Regions from separate parts of the Mus musculus genome. Here region 2 is linked to region 1. Evidence: chromatin contacts called from public HiChIP or PLAC-seq data. All regions are on one chromosome and are shown on one strand. Each heading gives the region's core, a stretch centred on a gene start, on an enhancer-like site or on the middle of the called end of the contact. The rest is flanking DNA. Distances are from core to core; before and after follow the strand shown.

Region 1 (7,323 bases), core at 3,286-5,785:
CGCAGCAGATGACGCACACACCCACTATTTAGAAGTGAAGGCAGGCAAGTAAGAAATACCGCCTTTTCCTCTAACCTCTTTGTATCCGGGCTGCCACTGGAAATTGCTCTGTCCCATGGGGAAGAGTCTTCTCCTCTCAGCCCATCCTTTCCTAGAAATGGCCCCACAGACATGTCTAGAATTGTGTCTCTCAGCTGATTCAAGATCCGATCGGACTGAGATTAACCTCATGCACACAGGGAGCCTCCATGAAGATCGGCTGGGAGCACCTTGTGAGCACTCCACAGCTCTACCCCAGATGGCTGACTTGATGCCCAGAGACAGGGGCCCTCCAGTGGGTGAGTCCACTTCTCAGGGCCTTCCGCAATCTCATAATCTGCAAAGTACCAAGTCAATGATGCCCGGCTCTCTGGCTGAATTCTGTCAGTGGCAGTGGCTCCAGATGGGGTGTCCAAGCTACATCCATGGTGAAGACAGGTTGTCCCCAGGACCTGGTCTGCTCTACAGAGCCTGCTCAGGGGTCCCCAGGGACCCCTGCATTCAATCCCCTTGACTCAGATGAGAAGTTGGCTTTGTTTAGACACATCTATCCTCTCCATGGATAGAATGAGGTCAGGCTGATATAGAGGCTGTAGAGACATCTTCCTTGTTCATCCCTGGCTCTGCCATAGTAGGCTCTGCATGGTACCCCTAACTCTCCCTGACTCTCATCCCTTTACCCCACCCCCAGGTTCCTCAGTCTCCATGAGGTGGCTGTGGAGCTGAACAGACAAGGTCGCTGTCAGGGCAGATACACCTTGCATGAAATCCCTGTATCTTAAGCCACAGAATTAATTTTTTTTTTTTACAGAGTTTGTAAGTTTTGAATAAAGAAATCTCTGGGTCCTGGAGCAGAGCCAGGAAGGCTGAAATCCCTGTCTTCTTCTGTGCCATTTTCTTGGGAGGGTCTGTGATGTCTATGGACCATTCTCTGTGTCTTCTGTGGGAGCTCCTGATAGGGACAGCCCTCTTGGTCTCCTCTCCAGGCACGGTCAGCAAGAGGCCTCCTGCTTCCACAAACCCAAAACATCTGGGCAAGACAGCAGCAGCTGAGTGTGGCTGAACCTTTAAGGAGCTTACAGGCCAGTGGGGGAAACTGACCGGAGATGAGGCTTCATCCCTGCATCTAAAGCGCAGTATTTTCTGGGTCTCTAAGTTACATAACACCCAGCATCCTCACTAATGTCCGGCCAACCCTCGTCCGTATCCACCAGGCTTTACTGAGTACGTCCTACATTCTGGGAGCTGAGCTGAGTGGACAGAGAAAGGGTAGTTGAGCAAGGTCATTTATCCCATGACGCTTTGTGCCTCCTGGAGAAGCAGAGGGTAGGTGACCCTTCACCAGTGAGTGCCGAAATGGCAATCCTTCCATGCCTACAGTCCCCTCTGTGTGCAGGGCATGCTGGGAGCCTGGCTTTGGATGTGTACCTGTCTTTGCTAGTCACATCCTTTCCCCACAGTGACACCGTGCAACTGGAACAAAGTTCTCTGTCCTTCCTTTTAAAGGCTTTTGTTGTTTGTTTTTAAAATAGTAATGTAGCAAAATTGTGTACACTGAACCTTGCCAGGCACAGCACGACCTGGTAGGAAGGTCACCTCCACAGGGGCCTCCAGAGAGCTTGCCTTTACCCAAGGAAGTTATCCAGTGTTTGCTTTCTGTCGTGTTCTGTTAGAGTCTCACAATGTTGCCTATGCTGGCCTGGGACTACTGAACTCCAATAATCCTCTTGCCTCAGCCTCCCAAGTAGCTGGGATTATGAGTGTGTGCTGGTGTGCCTAGCAAGGAATTACATGCTATTTTCCTTTTCACAGTTGTGGTGTTGAAAGTAGAACCCAGGGCCTGTGTCTGTTAAGCAGATACTCTGCTACTGAATTGAGCCTATCTCTCAGGCTCTCTCTCTCTCTCTCTCTCTCTCTCTCTCTCTCTCTCTCTCTCTCTCTCACAAACACACACACACACACACACACACATGTATACACACATATACACACACCATTGTGTATATGTGTATATGGGTACATGGGTGGATGTCTAAGTGTTTGCATGTGTGTGGGCACATATGTGCACATGCATGTGGAGGCCTGAGTTTATGTCAGCAATCATCCTCAATAGCTCTTCTGCCTTATTCATTGAGGCAGGGCTCTCAATCAATCCCAGGGCTCACTGATTTGTCAAGTCGCATTAGCCAGCATGCTGTGGGGCTCCTCTGTCTCCATCCACCAAGGCTAGAATTACAAGCAGGCTTCCATGCCCACCTGGCATTAATATGGGCTCTGAGGATCTGAGCTCCATCCTCACCCTTGGATGGCAACTACTTTAACCACCTGATCCATCTTTTTGCCTTCCCCCAGGTTTTCTTGATGCACTTCTTTAGGTCGGCACCAGCAACAGATCATAATAGACAAGCAAGATGAATCCTGAATGGTGGGAAAGCCCAGTCAGAACAGTGGCAAGGCAGGGGTCACTGGCCTTGGGTGTGCTTGGACTGTCTGTGGGCAAAGGGATGAGCCACGTGTAGTAGAAGCTCAGGGATACTTCCACATCTGCTGCTTCCTTCCTGAGTTCTGCTTCCGCAGGCCCATGGAGCTGAGAGAGTGTGAGTTCATATTCATTGCCACCCATGGCCTCTCCTCTCCTAGGTGGGGTTGCAGGAGGCCAAGGACAAGGTTTTCTTCCCAAGTCATCTCGGCGGCTCTGGCTGGTACTCAGAGGAGGCCCTGAAGGCTGAAGAACATGATTTGTTTCACTATTGTTTAATATTTGTCAATGCTCATAGCACGTTGGATGACATTGAGAAAGATTTGTGGCTGGTAGAATTAAACTGAGCTCAGAACTGGCCTGGTGCCTCCAAGTCCCTCCAGGCCAAGTTCTGGTTTCCTCTGTTTGTCCATGCCAGTGACCTCACGAACCAAGAATGAGGAGCCCCCACCCGCGGAGAATAGCTGATATTGCTTCTTAGGAAAGGCCTTCTTCAACCCTGGTTAAAGAGGGCATAGGAACACCATTGTCTTCAAGAACAAGGGAGCCAGAGAACCAAAGGTGATCCAACAGGTGACACACAATGCATTGCCAGCATCCTCTGGGCCAGAACTGGAACACCAGCAAAACTGGTCCTTGTCCTTCCTTCCTTTCCCATGGCTTGACTGCTCCCTAAAGCCCTCAGACTTTACCTTCTTCCTCCATGTTAAAAATCCACCTGCTGGGCAACTATCATACACTGTTTTATACTACATAGTAAGTGGCTACTAGGTAACATGGTGCTTGCTGGTCTTGTGATAGGGGATTTTATTTTTGTTTCTATTAATTCTCCTCAATTATGTGGTAAATGCTGTAATCAACCCCATTTCATAAATGAGAGGATTCATAGTGTGCAAGGTGCTCACTTTGTCCAGGTGACAGAGGAACAAAGGGGCGGGGTCATTCCCTGTTAGTACTATCCTTCCATGGCAGGGTGGAGACTACCTCAGACAATGGGCTTGTTCTGGGATGAACGTGGGTATCACGTGTGAGACTTTAAAAAAATAACCATGATGCAACACTCACCTTCTCATGAGATTTAGTCTTGATTGACTTGTGGGAGAGGAAGCCTATATGGCAGAGGGTGAAGGTTGCCATGGGTAACCAGAGTGACAATAGGGTAGATAGAGTCTCAGTCCCAAGTAAGAGGCACAGCATGAACATACAGGAAAGGAGGTGAGGAGTATGTCTGCAGAGCTGAGACTCCTGGGGGGAGGGGGCGTGTGACTTGGTAGGGTGCTGGTGTATCATGCAGGAAGTTCTGAGTTTGAGCTAGTCTAGCACCACATAAACTGGACTAGGTGGTGCACACCGGGAATCCCAGTGTTTGGAAAGAGAAAGGTTAGGATTCTAAGCTTATCTTTGTTAGAGTTCAAAGCTTGCCTGGGCTATATGATACCTTGACCTCTCTCTACCAAAAAATAGCTGATTTCGATCTCAGGAAGTGGTAGAAGAAGTAAACTGTGCTTCCAAAGGGAAGGTAGGGCCTGGTCAGGCCAGTTGACTTTCTAGAACCCTAGGACCCAATTAGCCACGGCAGTGTCCTTTAAGACGTTCTGTTGCTGGCAGAGAGCAGTTCAGTCACTGCCCTGACAGTTTTAGCTTTCTGAACTTTGTCCTTTTTCAAGTCATCTGGGGGCTGCCTCAGCCCTCAAAGAGCTTCCGGGTGCCAGAGATATGTGAGCCAGACCCTGATGGTCATGCTGAATGGGGAAGAGAGGGGAGGAATGGTTGGGACTTGAGGTTGCAGCTGGAGAGCCTCCCAGAGTATGGGCAACCTCTGCAGTTTCTTCCTGAACGTGGGGCTTGCAGCATTGCCCTGTGAATACATCTTGCATGGTGGGCTATTTGCAGCCACCTGTCCTTATATTCAAGGTAAGGGGATCTGGTGCGTCAAGTATGCATTGTGTTCTTCTGTCCTTCCTCCAGCCCCCACCATGCTTAGCAAAAACCAGACACCAACCAGCTGTCCAGAGAGAGCTTCCAAATGACTGTCATGGTTTGCATAAAGCCAAGAGAATTCCCAAGATAGGGAACTTTTGTTCCTAACATGGGGAAAATCTTGGGCAGCTGGCCCTTAGTGCTTGGGAGAAACCTCGGGAGTGAGAGTCGAGCGTGGAGGGGGGCTGGCATCACGTAAAAAGAAACTATACTTGGTGGTATGTCAAAATTCAAACTTCAGTGCCCATTACATTTTTATGGGTGTGCAGCTGTGTTGATCTGTTTACAGCTACTTTGACTGTAGCTCTTAGGCTCAAACCAGACAGCAGTTACATCAAAGGCATCCTGATGTTTAAAGTTTTGCAAGTTTGAGGCTGGGGCGTGGCTTAGTGGTAGAGGGGCTTGCCCAAGGCCCTGGCTTTGACCCCCTGCCCCCAACACACATACATATATTAGAATTTGGTAACCAAAGTGTATGAGAAACATTTTCCTCTTGATGGGACCTTTGTGGAAGAGGAGACTGGTAAAGGCAGGAAGATGAAAGACCCTGGCATTTAACTGAATTCCATTTAGCCTTTTAGATGGCTAGTCTGGCTTTCCTTGGGGGCGTCTATGGAACCTCATCTGATATCCTTGAAGGTCTAATAGAGAAATGATGGACTTGCTAGCATGCCTGTGGTGGATCATGAACCTGTAGCCACTGGGTATGTTTAGGGAGTCACGGCAGAGTTGAGGTGTCTAAGGCTACAATGGGACTTGGAACCCATCCTGCTTAACGCTCACATTGACCATTTGTGTGAAGACATGGAGAGTATAAATATTTAGTCTATAGAAGACTCAGAAATGATGAGCATTCCCAGATGAAATCAAAAGGCACGGACACTTCATATTAAGAAGGGGATTCTGGACTGAGGCGTGATCTGATGGAGAAGCAAATGTGCCTGCACTAAGAAGTGAGCCTTGTGCTCTGATCCAGAGCAATGATGGCATTGAAATATCTTGGACAGAGGAGCAGACAGCATTGGATCCTGACTCAGGCTTTTGTATTAGGAGAACCCTTTGCAAGGCTGACCCTGCACTGGCCTTGCTAGGGTAATCACAGGCCTGGGACCATCACATTAGGAATGAGAGAAGGCATGAGGACTACTTGGCCTGGGGTAGAGGGCATACGTGGAGCATCCCTTAGTAGGTTCTTGAGGCACGCACTCTGATCCAGGGGTTGGGTACGTGTATTTTGATAGGAAATTCCATACAACAGTGGAAGGGGTCCTGATGAGGGGAATAAAATGGGGAAGGTGGCTACCTTGAGTAATTGGAGATTTGACACTGGGGGAGCTGTAGGGAGTGGGATGCTGAATATATTTTAGTTATCCCATCCTTCCAGAGGGGATGGGACATGACTTGTATGGCAACACCCATCTGTCTTTGTAGCTGTGCCCAGAGGTCTTCCCAAGGACTCAAAGAGTGAGGTGCCTGGTAATGGGGGGCTTGGTGAGCAGGCTCCCCACACATGTGTCACAGGCTACTGTCCTTAGGAATTTGACAGTGACATTAAGGAAACTTGGGATGATGGGAAAGAGTGTTTTCTTTTTTTTTCATTTTCAAACGTGCGTGTGTATGTTGTGCATGTTTGCAGGTGTGTGGACACATGTGTGTGCCTGCATGAGGAGGTCAGGGTTTGTATTATGAGCTATCTCAACACTCTTCCCCTTATTCACTGAGGAGGCAGGGTCCTTCAGTCAAACTCAGAGCTCCCTGAAATGGCTTATCTTGCTCGTCAGCTTGGTCTGGATCCCCTGTCTCTGCCTGCTGAGGCCAAAATTGCAGGTGGGCCACCATACCTACCTGGCATTCACATGGGTTCTGAAGATCCAAATTCCAGCCCTCATGTTTGGGAGGCTTTGCAAAGCAACATCCTCTCCAGCCACAGAGGCTAGAGGGCCAGATCTTGAGGATGCTGTGGTGGGATGCTGGCTTGGCAGGAGCTGTTGAAAAGAATGGCTCGTTGCCCTTTTCCAGGTCTAAGGAGTTCCATTTTCTATATGGGAGCTCAGGGATTAGTGCATGCTAGCTGCTGCTTGGTGATGCTGTCGAAGGGCTGGCGGTGGAGACTACCACCATCACTTTTCAGAACGTGAAGTCACACTATGTGTCTTGTTCTTCTACCTGTGCCAAGAAACACCTGCAGTTACTCTGGGTCCAGTCTGTCATCCCCTTCACTCTGAGCCTCAGAGCACTTCAAATAATGGCTGAGGTCCAGAATAGACCCTTGGGGCAAATGACTTTGTGCAGGGTATGGTAGGGTCCTGTAGCCTGCAGCCCCTCAGCTATGCAGAGGCCTCTGTGCTAGTCCCTCCCATGCCTTCCTCCTCCTCCCTCCCGCTGCAGCACCATCCTCCTCCTCCCTCCTCCTCCCTCCCACTGCAGCACCATCCTCCTACCCCCATACTGGAGCTTGGCAGCTCAGGATGGAGGCAGCTCATTATTTTGCTGCAGTTGACTTGAAATCTGAAATCAATCCGGTATCAGATATTCAGCCTACCGTTCGGTAAGGTGTTTCAAAGGTGCCTTAGCGTTCAGAAATGACACCGCGTTTCCTAATTATGAAATCCTGTCGTCGCTGCTCAGGCTAGAATGACTTGGCTGCGGGCTTTTTCTTTTTGTCTCCTTCCCAAGGTTTAGCATACAGTGCGATTATTTTAAAATTGCTTCGGAAGTGTGTATTCCACCAATGAACTATGATTGTGCTTGCTCCTGAAGTGTGGAGGCAATTTGAGAAGAAGAATAATTTAGCAGAGACTCTGAGGCCTTGAGAAACCTTGGGC
Region 2 (7,323 bases), core at 3,510-6,009, 380 kb after region 1:
TTAATAAATTTCTTTTATAAGTCAGTTTTTCAAGCATGGTGTCTCTCATGTGGTATTTAAGAAAGACTGAGAGCTTAGACTAGATCAGATCGCTACTTGATGCAAGGACAATAAAAGTAAAGTACAATATCACTTAACCACTGATAAAATGATGTGTTAAAATAAGTTCCACTTAGTATTTCCACCTGCAATGTCAGGTGTCTGTCTTCCCACTCACCTTGGAAGGAGAAACTTCCCTGCCTTGGCCCACCTCCACTGCTAGCTGCTAGTGTTGGATTGTAGAGAGTTTGCAGGGTCTGTGCATTGCTGGGACCTTGGGCTCTCTGCTAGGGAATCAGCCACCTGCCCTAGCCCCAGCCACGATGCCCTTCCTTTTTCTTCTTGTGGTCCCACTGCAAGTTCTAACTGAGAAAGCATGGTCCTGGAAACCATGAAAACTGAGGTAGGGGGACAGTTTCACTTGTTCCCTATCTCCCTTTCCCCCTATCCATAGTCCTAACTGGGTTCTCAACACCCTCTCCCTCCCCTAAGAGATCACTTCCCCCAGCTTGTTTTTGTTGGCCTTAGACTGTCATATTTGGAAGCATCAAATTTTAGCTACTCCAGAGCTATGCTCTTGATGGTGGGTCCTGTCCAAAAAGGAGCAGCCAGTCCGTGCTTCTGTTGGGGTTCTGAGATATTTTTGGTTCTCTCAACTTTTGGAAGCAAATTCTCCAAACTATTTTAAATCTAGGTGTAAATAAGGGTCTCTCTCTCTCTCTCTCTCTCTCTCTCTCTCTCTCTCTCTCTCTCTCTCTCTCACACACACACACACACACACACACACACACACACACACACGAACTTGCAATGTACCCAAGGATGACCTTGAACTTTGGTCCTCCTATCTCCACTTCTCAAATGCTAAGATTACCAGCAGGGGCGGCATCTGCTTTTTGCAGTGCTGAGGATCAAACCCAGGGCTTCATGAACGCTAGGCAAGCGCTCTGATGACTGAGCCTTAGCCCACCCCAACATCACTGATTTTTATATATCCTGGGGAATAAGCCTTGATACACAGTAGTAGTTCTAACAGCCCACAACCCCCATGCTTCTTATAATGGAAACTAGACTACAATTGCTATCACAAATATGGGTATGCTTTTTTTATTTTCTCTGTTGAGCAGTCCAGAGTTAGGCATCTGTCAGTGTTGGTTCAGCTGCTACCCTGTCCTTGGGAGATCAGGACTTTTTTTTCTCCCTATAGCATGTTAGCTTTTTGTCTTCACAATTCTGTCTATCAAAGTTCCTGGCATCACAAAGCACACTGTTAGTTTAATTCCACCCTTGTACCCCTCCTGCCATCCTGCAGAGCCCAACTGATCTCTCTGTTCCAGGTCTTTTACTTTGGGGACATGTCTGTGCAGCATCTGTGTGTACACACAGAGGCCAAAGGTCAGGTTTGCTCCTCGGGACCACTATCCATCTGGTTTTGTGGAGACAGCATCTCTCATTGACATGGAACTCTTCAGTTTGGGGAATCAGGCTGATCAGTTCACCCCAGAGCTCTGCCTGTTTCTGCTTCTCTGGCAGTTGGATTACAAGTGTGTACCAGCATGACTGGTTTCTTTACGTATGGATAGAACTCAGGCCCTTATGCTTGTGTCTATACCTAGCCCTCTAATTCCTCAACAACATCACTGTAATCCACCTTCCATATAGAACCAAGGTAATCTTTTCTAGAATACAACGCCAGATATTCTGTTTCTATTGCTTAAAAGTCTTCAGTGAACCTCTAGTAGGAGTTAGGAAAGGATCTAGACTATTCTTACCTGCTTCATGCATCCACAGAAGCAGCCACTGTCTCCCCATCATGGACCCTCTCTAGTACTCACCGCCTCTCCTTATGTCCTAGTACACAGCCTCTCCCCTCCCCAAACACCATGCTTATCTTCACTATAGATCCATCATGCCTGCTTTATCCTCTGGTCGAAATCATCCTTGTCCAACAGGGCCTCCTGCCCTCTGCTTCCCTCCTTCCTAACTGTTCCTATTTCCCACATCTCTGTGGTAACTCAATCTCACTTCACCATTCTTATTTGAGTGATCTAGGAAGCTTTTCCAAAATGCCACCTCTAGTCCTTGTTTTATGGCGTCAGAACTGATTGGCCTGTGACAGTCCCCAAGCATTGACATTATATTGCAAGCATTCTACTATGCAGCTTCGACTGGGAGCTCCTAGGCTTCAGGGCTACAGGCAAGGGACCATGAACAATACTTTGAGATAATCCTTTAATGTTGACATTTTCATTGACTCTCTACAACTTAACTTGATGAGGCAGAATTAGGGTGCTCATTCCTGCCCTGTATCCCCTATACCATAAAGAGAGAATTTGTGATGAGTCACGGCTTACAATAAGGAATGACAGAAAATGTTGCAAACTAGAAAGTATGTTCTCTCCATCCCTCCCCCGCTGTGTGTGTGCGTGTGTATGTGTGTGTGTGTATGTGTTTGTGTGTGTGTGTGTGTGTGTGTGTGTGTGTGTGTTTTCGTGCTTGTGTTCCCAGGGAGAACATGGTTTCTCAGCTCATCTTGCCCTCTGTCTCCCTCTTCTAGCTGCCTGGGAGTTGTCAGTCAGGTTGGGGAGATGGACTGAAACCTCAGAGGCTCTCAGCAAGCATGGAGCTGGCCCAAGTGGTCTGTGAGATGAACAGGCAAGGGTCAGAGGCTGACAGATGGTCTTTCTGCCACACAGACTGCAGGCAGATGGCTCTGACAGTTTGGACAAGGCTGCAACTTTGGGCCGCTGAGGCGGAGCCTTGAAAAGATGCTTCAAGAAGCCGCTAGATAACCCTCCCCTCTCTCCCAGAGAGTAGACATGGATTGGGAAGATTCACAGAAGGCAGGGAGGAGAAGTAGCAGCAGGGGAGGGTGGAAGGAGGAGACTGACGCTCATTCTCTTCAGGAAGGCCTGTAACTGTAACTTTCTTGCTGAAGAGTTTGAAGAGCCTCAAACTCACAGGCTGGAAGGCAACTGGGGTGATGCTTAAGCACACAGGAAGTCCTGTGCAAAGCTGCCTGAAATTTCTGCCCTGCTTCTAATTGGGGCACAACTTCTTGTGTGTATGTATGTAGATCTGTGTGCACATATGTGTGTGGATGACGACAGAGGTCAGCCTCAGGTGTTGTCCCTTAGGACTCCATTCATCTTTATTTATTTACTTATTTTGAGAGAGAGAGAGAGAGAGAGAGAGAGAGAGAGAGAGAGAGAGAGAGAGAGAGAGAGAGACTTTTACCTGAAGATAGTTGTCAAGCCCCAGGGAGCTGCCGGACTCTGTCTCCTCTATGCGGGGTCAGAAGGATGCACACCACACCTAAATCTTTTAATTCTGGGTGAACTCAGATCTTGATGCTACAAAGTTAGTACTCCCCGACCTGAGCTATCTTCCACCTAGAAAGCATCATTTCCAAGAGCCACCTAACATCTTTCCTCTCCTATTTCCTCTCGACAGTGGACTCTTCCTCTGTGGACAGCTTTGTGGGGCCATGTGCAGCCTCAGCATAGGGTCTGGCCTACAATAAATGCTTCTAATATGTGAGATGTGACTTGTGCAGCCTGAGGCTATAAAATAAGCAAACCAGCCTGTGCCTCCATGATCCAAACTCTTGGCAGATTTGCCTCTGCTGTGCACCAGTCTCTACCTTCCTCCTATATGCTCCAATTTCAATTTACCAGCAGAGGCAGTTTCTACTGGAAGCAAGGAGATGAGGGATAAGGTACAAGGCATAGGCCCAGGCATGAGGTAGCAGTCCAATCCTGTTGTTATCTATTTAAGCAGAAGCCCCAGCCTGGTCCTCAGCCCCCTCTGCCGCTAATGTCTACTTCCAATGAGCTCTGTAGAGAGCCCAGATGAGGGCTATTCTCCCTCTCACACTTTGGTCTGTGGGCATCTGGGGACAGCTGCTGCAGTAAGTACAATTGTCCCCTTGTCCCCACGCACCAGATTTTGCAGGGCCTCTTGGCACATGCCTACAGTCGACATTTAATTAACATAAAACACTATAAAACACTATTAAGACAGGAGCTAGATTGGGAAGCTGGCAATTCCCCAGCCCCATGCAGCCAAATCCCCAGACACAGGTATGTCCTTCAACTTGTCTGGATGTTTGGAGACGTGCATGTCCTTTCCCGTTCCAGATCTGTCACCTCGGGAGCCAACCCCCACCAACATCCTCTGGCAGACCCTCTGGGGTGGAGCTTGAGGACAGGACTTGAACATTGCATCCTTATGTTTACGGCAAGGGCTTATTGTCTCCTTGGCTGACTGTAGAGCATTATGGCTGCGTGCCAAACAACCTCTGCAATGTGTAGGCCCACCCCAGAACCATGAAGATCACTCTAATCATCTTTCCTTGCTTGTATATGTCTGCTGTCTTCTTCCAACCTAGAGTTCTCATTCTCCAGCAGCTACTTTCCTTGTTGATCTGATGACTTCTTGAGAGGACTTCCTGTCAGGTCTCGTGTGCCTGCCAGTTATCTGAATTATCCCAGTGTTGGCTGATTCTACACAGAAAACAGAAGTATGTCTATCAAACTGCTCTGCAGACTAAACCCATGCAGTACCCTTAGCAGCTAAAGATACATTGGACTACGTAAGATGTGGCTACCGTGGACTAGGAAGTCTTAGGTTCTAATGAGAGTCTCATACACTGACTTCACTTTAGTGTGATGTGGGGACACATTCAAAGTCCTCTGGAAGCAGAGACAGGACTGGCTGTCCTTCCAGGCAGGAATGACGTGGGACATCAAGAGACCCAAGGACCCTGAGAACAGCACTCCCAGCCAAGGTCTTCTGATAGTCACATTTTCTTGGCTATGGCTGCAAAGTCATGGAGCTGAATGTTAAAGGGGTTCAGAAAGGACCTTGTGAGTCATTCCCTCTGTAGCCTAGCCTGGTCTGGGATGTCAACACAGGGTTTTACTGACTTGTTATCCCTTAGGAGACCAAGATTCCCTAATGAAGAAGTTCGTGGACTCTGTGAGGTGCTATGTTTTAGGATTAGTTTTAGCCTGTTTCCCTTTGTCGGTTTCTCTCCGACTGTTCCTAACTCCTAGAAGAAACTCCTACCCAAGTTTACTGGAATCCAGAGGTGGGGCATCGAGGTTTACCTAGGGTTAAACTGCCACATGGGCACATTTGCTTTTCTTTTTAATTGAGCCAAGAGAATTATATAATTTTCCACAAGTTACTTTGTTGGAAAACCAGTGACTGGGTGGGGGTGGGAGTGGTGGGTAAGAGAGGAAACAGAGCAGATGGAAGCCCAAATCAACACCAGAAATAGCCTCCACAAAGATACGGTGCAGCGGGGACATGGTGATTATGAGCATTGGTTGTCCTGGGCTAAGGTCTTATCTGGCTACTTCCTAGTTGGCATCTGTGTCTGAGTGTTCATCTCTTCGGTGCTGTCTACCCTTCCTTTGTATTTGTTTCTACAGAGCAGATCTTAACCCCTGCTCTGTGAGTGTTTACAGTCTGATTAGATACACGCTCACAGTTTATGTGAATCTAACTTGAGAAGCGTGGTCTATGCACATAATCTGGGCCTTACCTGGGAGCTTGCAAGGTTGCTGGCTTGCAAACCCCCCCACTCTATAATTAATGAATCTGTATTTCAATCAGGTCACAAGTGATTTTCTTGCACATTAAAATTTAGGAAACTCCACTCACCACTTGCCTCATGTGACTACATAATAGCATCATGTAGGGAATATTCAAAATTACAAAAGATTGACTGCTCTTCTTATAGGTATCCTCATGTCATTGATATGGAGTCAGCCAGGTCAACTGTATGTCTCAAAACTTTAAGGTGAAACAAATCCTGAAATCTATAGTCCTCCTCAATGCTTCTCAACTCTCTGGTACCTGGCTATTCTGTTTCTCCAGTTCCCATCCATCCGGTTACAAAACATGAAAGGGTCATGTGCCATGGATGCAGTAACAATGTCAAACTGGTACAAACACTAGTAAATTCTTACCCAACTTTTTTTTTTAACTTGTCACAAATTCTTTACTGAGAGTCTGAAGACCCATAGTGGCCATTGGAGTATACTCTGAACTCAGTATAGACAACCCTCCACCCCAGTTAAAACACCGACAATACTTAACCCCATGCACACCGGCATCCTTCAGGTCAAGGGTTCCAGAGACTATTGGACACAGTCTTAGAACACATATTTTCTGAAAGGTGCTATTCTGCTGTTCTCAGTCCTTTAAAGGGTTCCCTAATGACACCAATATGTATATGTACACACACACACACATACACACACACACATATATGTATATATAATAAGTAATATATATAATAAATATATTATAAATAAATTCTATATATACACATACATTTTTCATTACCCCCTTTATGGGAGCTTAATCAGCTACACTGAATGGTTAAGTAACTTACCCAAAGTCGTAGTGGAGGTCAATAGAGGCAGCAGGCTTTATCCCTAGATCTCCCAACTCTTGGGCCTAATTCTGCTGCCCCACCTGTAAGCACTTGTAGTAAAAGCAGGAGACTCCCTCACACACCAGTCCTTCTGTCTTGTCCCTTGGGTTCCTAAATATACTTGATCACACTGCTCCCTCCTCATCTCTTTGGCCTCTTCCACTTCTCTGCCCCCACAAAGGCCCTTGACATCTCTCCCCTGTCCCACAGCAAACCACTCACTTCTCCATTCTCATGCAACTCCCACAATTCCACCTCGGTGAACCTTCTAAACCTCAGAGCTGAGAAGTTTCCAATCTTTTAGCGGCTCTAACTCCATCACCTCCCAGTAAAAGTTTATACCCTGAATGCCATATACTAGTTATTCTGCAAGAGAGCAAGAGAGTTCTGCTCCGCCAGGGCTAGTCCTTCTCCTTGCCTCACTTTCCATGCTAGGTAGCTATGTAGAACCTCTGGTTGTTGACTATGAACCATCTTTTTATGCCTAAGGACTTTCATGCATATAGTTTCCAGGGTGGAGGGCCTCTCTATAAAGCTAGCTCTTTCTCCTCACTCAGATCTAGCACTGACTCTATCTAAAAGTCTTTCTAGATACGCCCATCGCTCCCATGGCTTCTCCAGTAGCATCCCACAGACAGTATCAGAGCTCCCTACTTCTGTACTAGCATCTCCTGTAATGAAGGAAGGTAGCAGCCAAGCTTTCCTAAACTTCCCCAGATAACACATATTCAGGACCATGGGAAGGAAAGAAGGGGTTAGCTGTTTTGGGAAGGGTGGGTGCTCAGCAGCAGCAATGTCTTTTGTCCCCCTGTTTCTTCCCTCCCCTGTGTCCTCTC

The links. HiChIP or PLAC-seq counts read pairs in DNA pulled down with a chosen protein or histone mark.
Region 2: a contact with region 1 is called in an H3K27ac HiChIP or PLAC-seq map of heart atrium, with 15 times the contacts expected there. The contact joins two enhancer-like sites. A contact is called at or near these places in 5 of 484 Hi-C or Micro-C datasets (the AtT-20 cell line, cumulus cells, embryonic fibroblasts and 2 more) and 2 of 115 datasets of contacts at active chromatin or transcription factors (heart atrium and oligodendrocyte precursor cells).

What each region holds. Positions count from the first base shown.
Region 1 is chr9:68,018,291-68,025,613 of GRCm38.p6, forward strand. It overlaps Gm20745 (predicted gene, 20745), which reads right to left. Exons shown (of 3, transcript NR_045745.1): 1 at 7,041-7,323; 2 at 6,344-6,664; 3 at 1-2,764. Among named protein-coding and RNA genes, the nearest start is that of Gm20745, 3.8 kb to the right of the region's middle. Within about 2 kb of position 4,536, at least 5 of the 459 cell types and tissues checked have an H3K27ac peak or open chromatin away from gene starts, as enhancers often do. A contact at or near this core is called in heart atrium, where this site is marked.
Region 2 is chr9:68,398,397-68,405,719 of GRCm38.p6, forward strand. No RefSeq gene overlaps it. Among named protein-coding and RNA genes, the nearest start is that of Gm22169, 59 kb to the right of the region's middle. Within about 2 kb of position 4,760, at least 9 of the 459 cell types and tissues checked have an H3K27ac peak or open chromatin away from gene starts, as enhancers often do. A contact at or near this core is called in heart atrium, where this site is marked.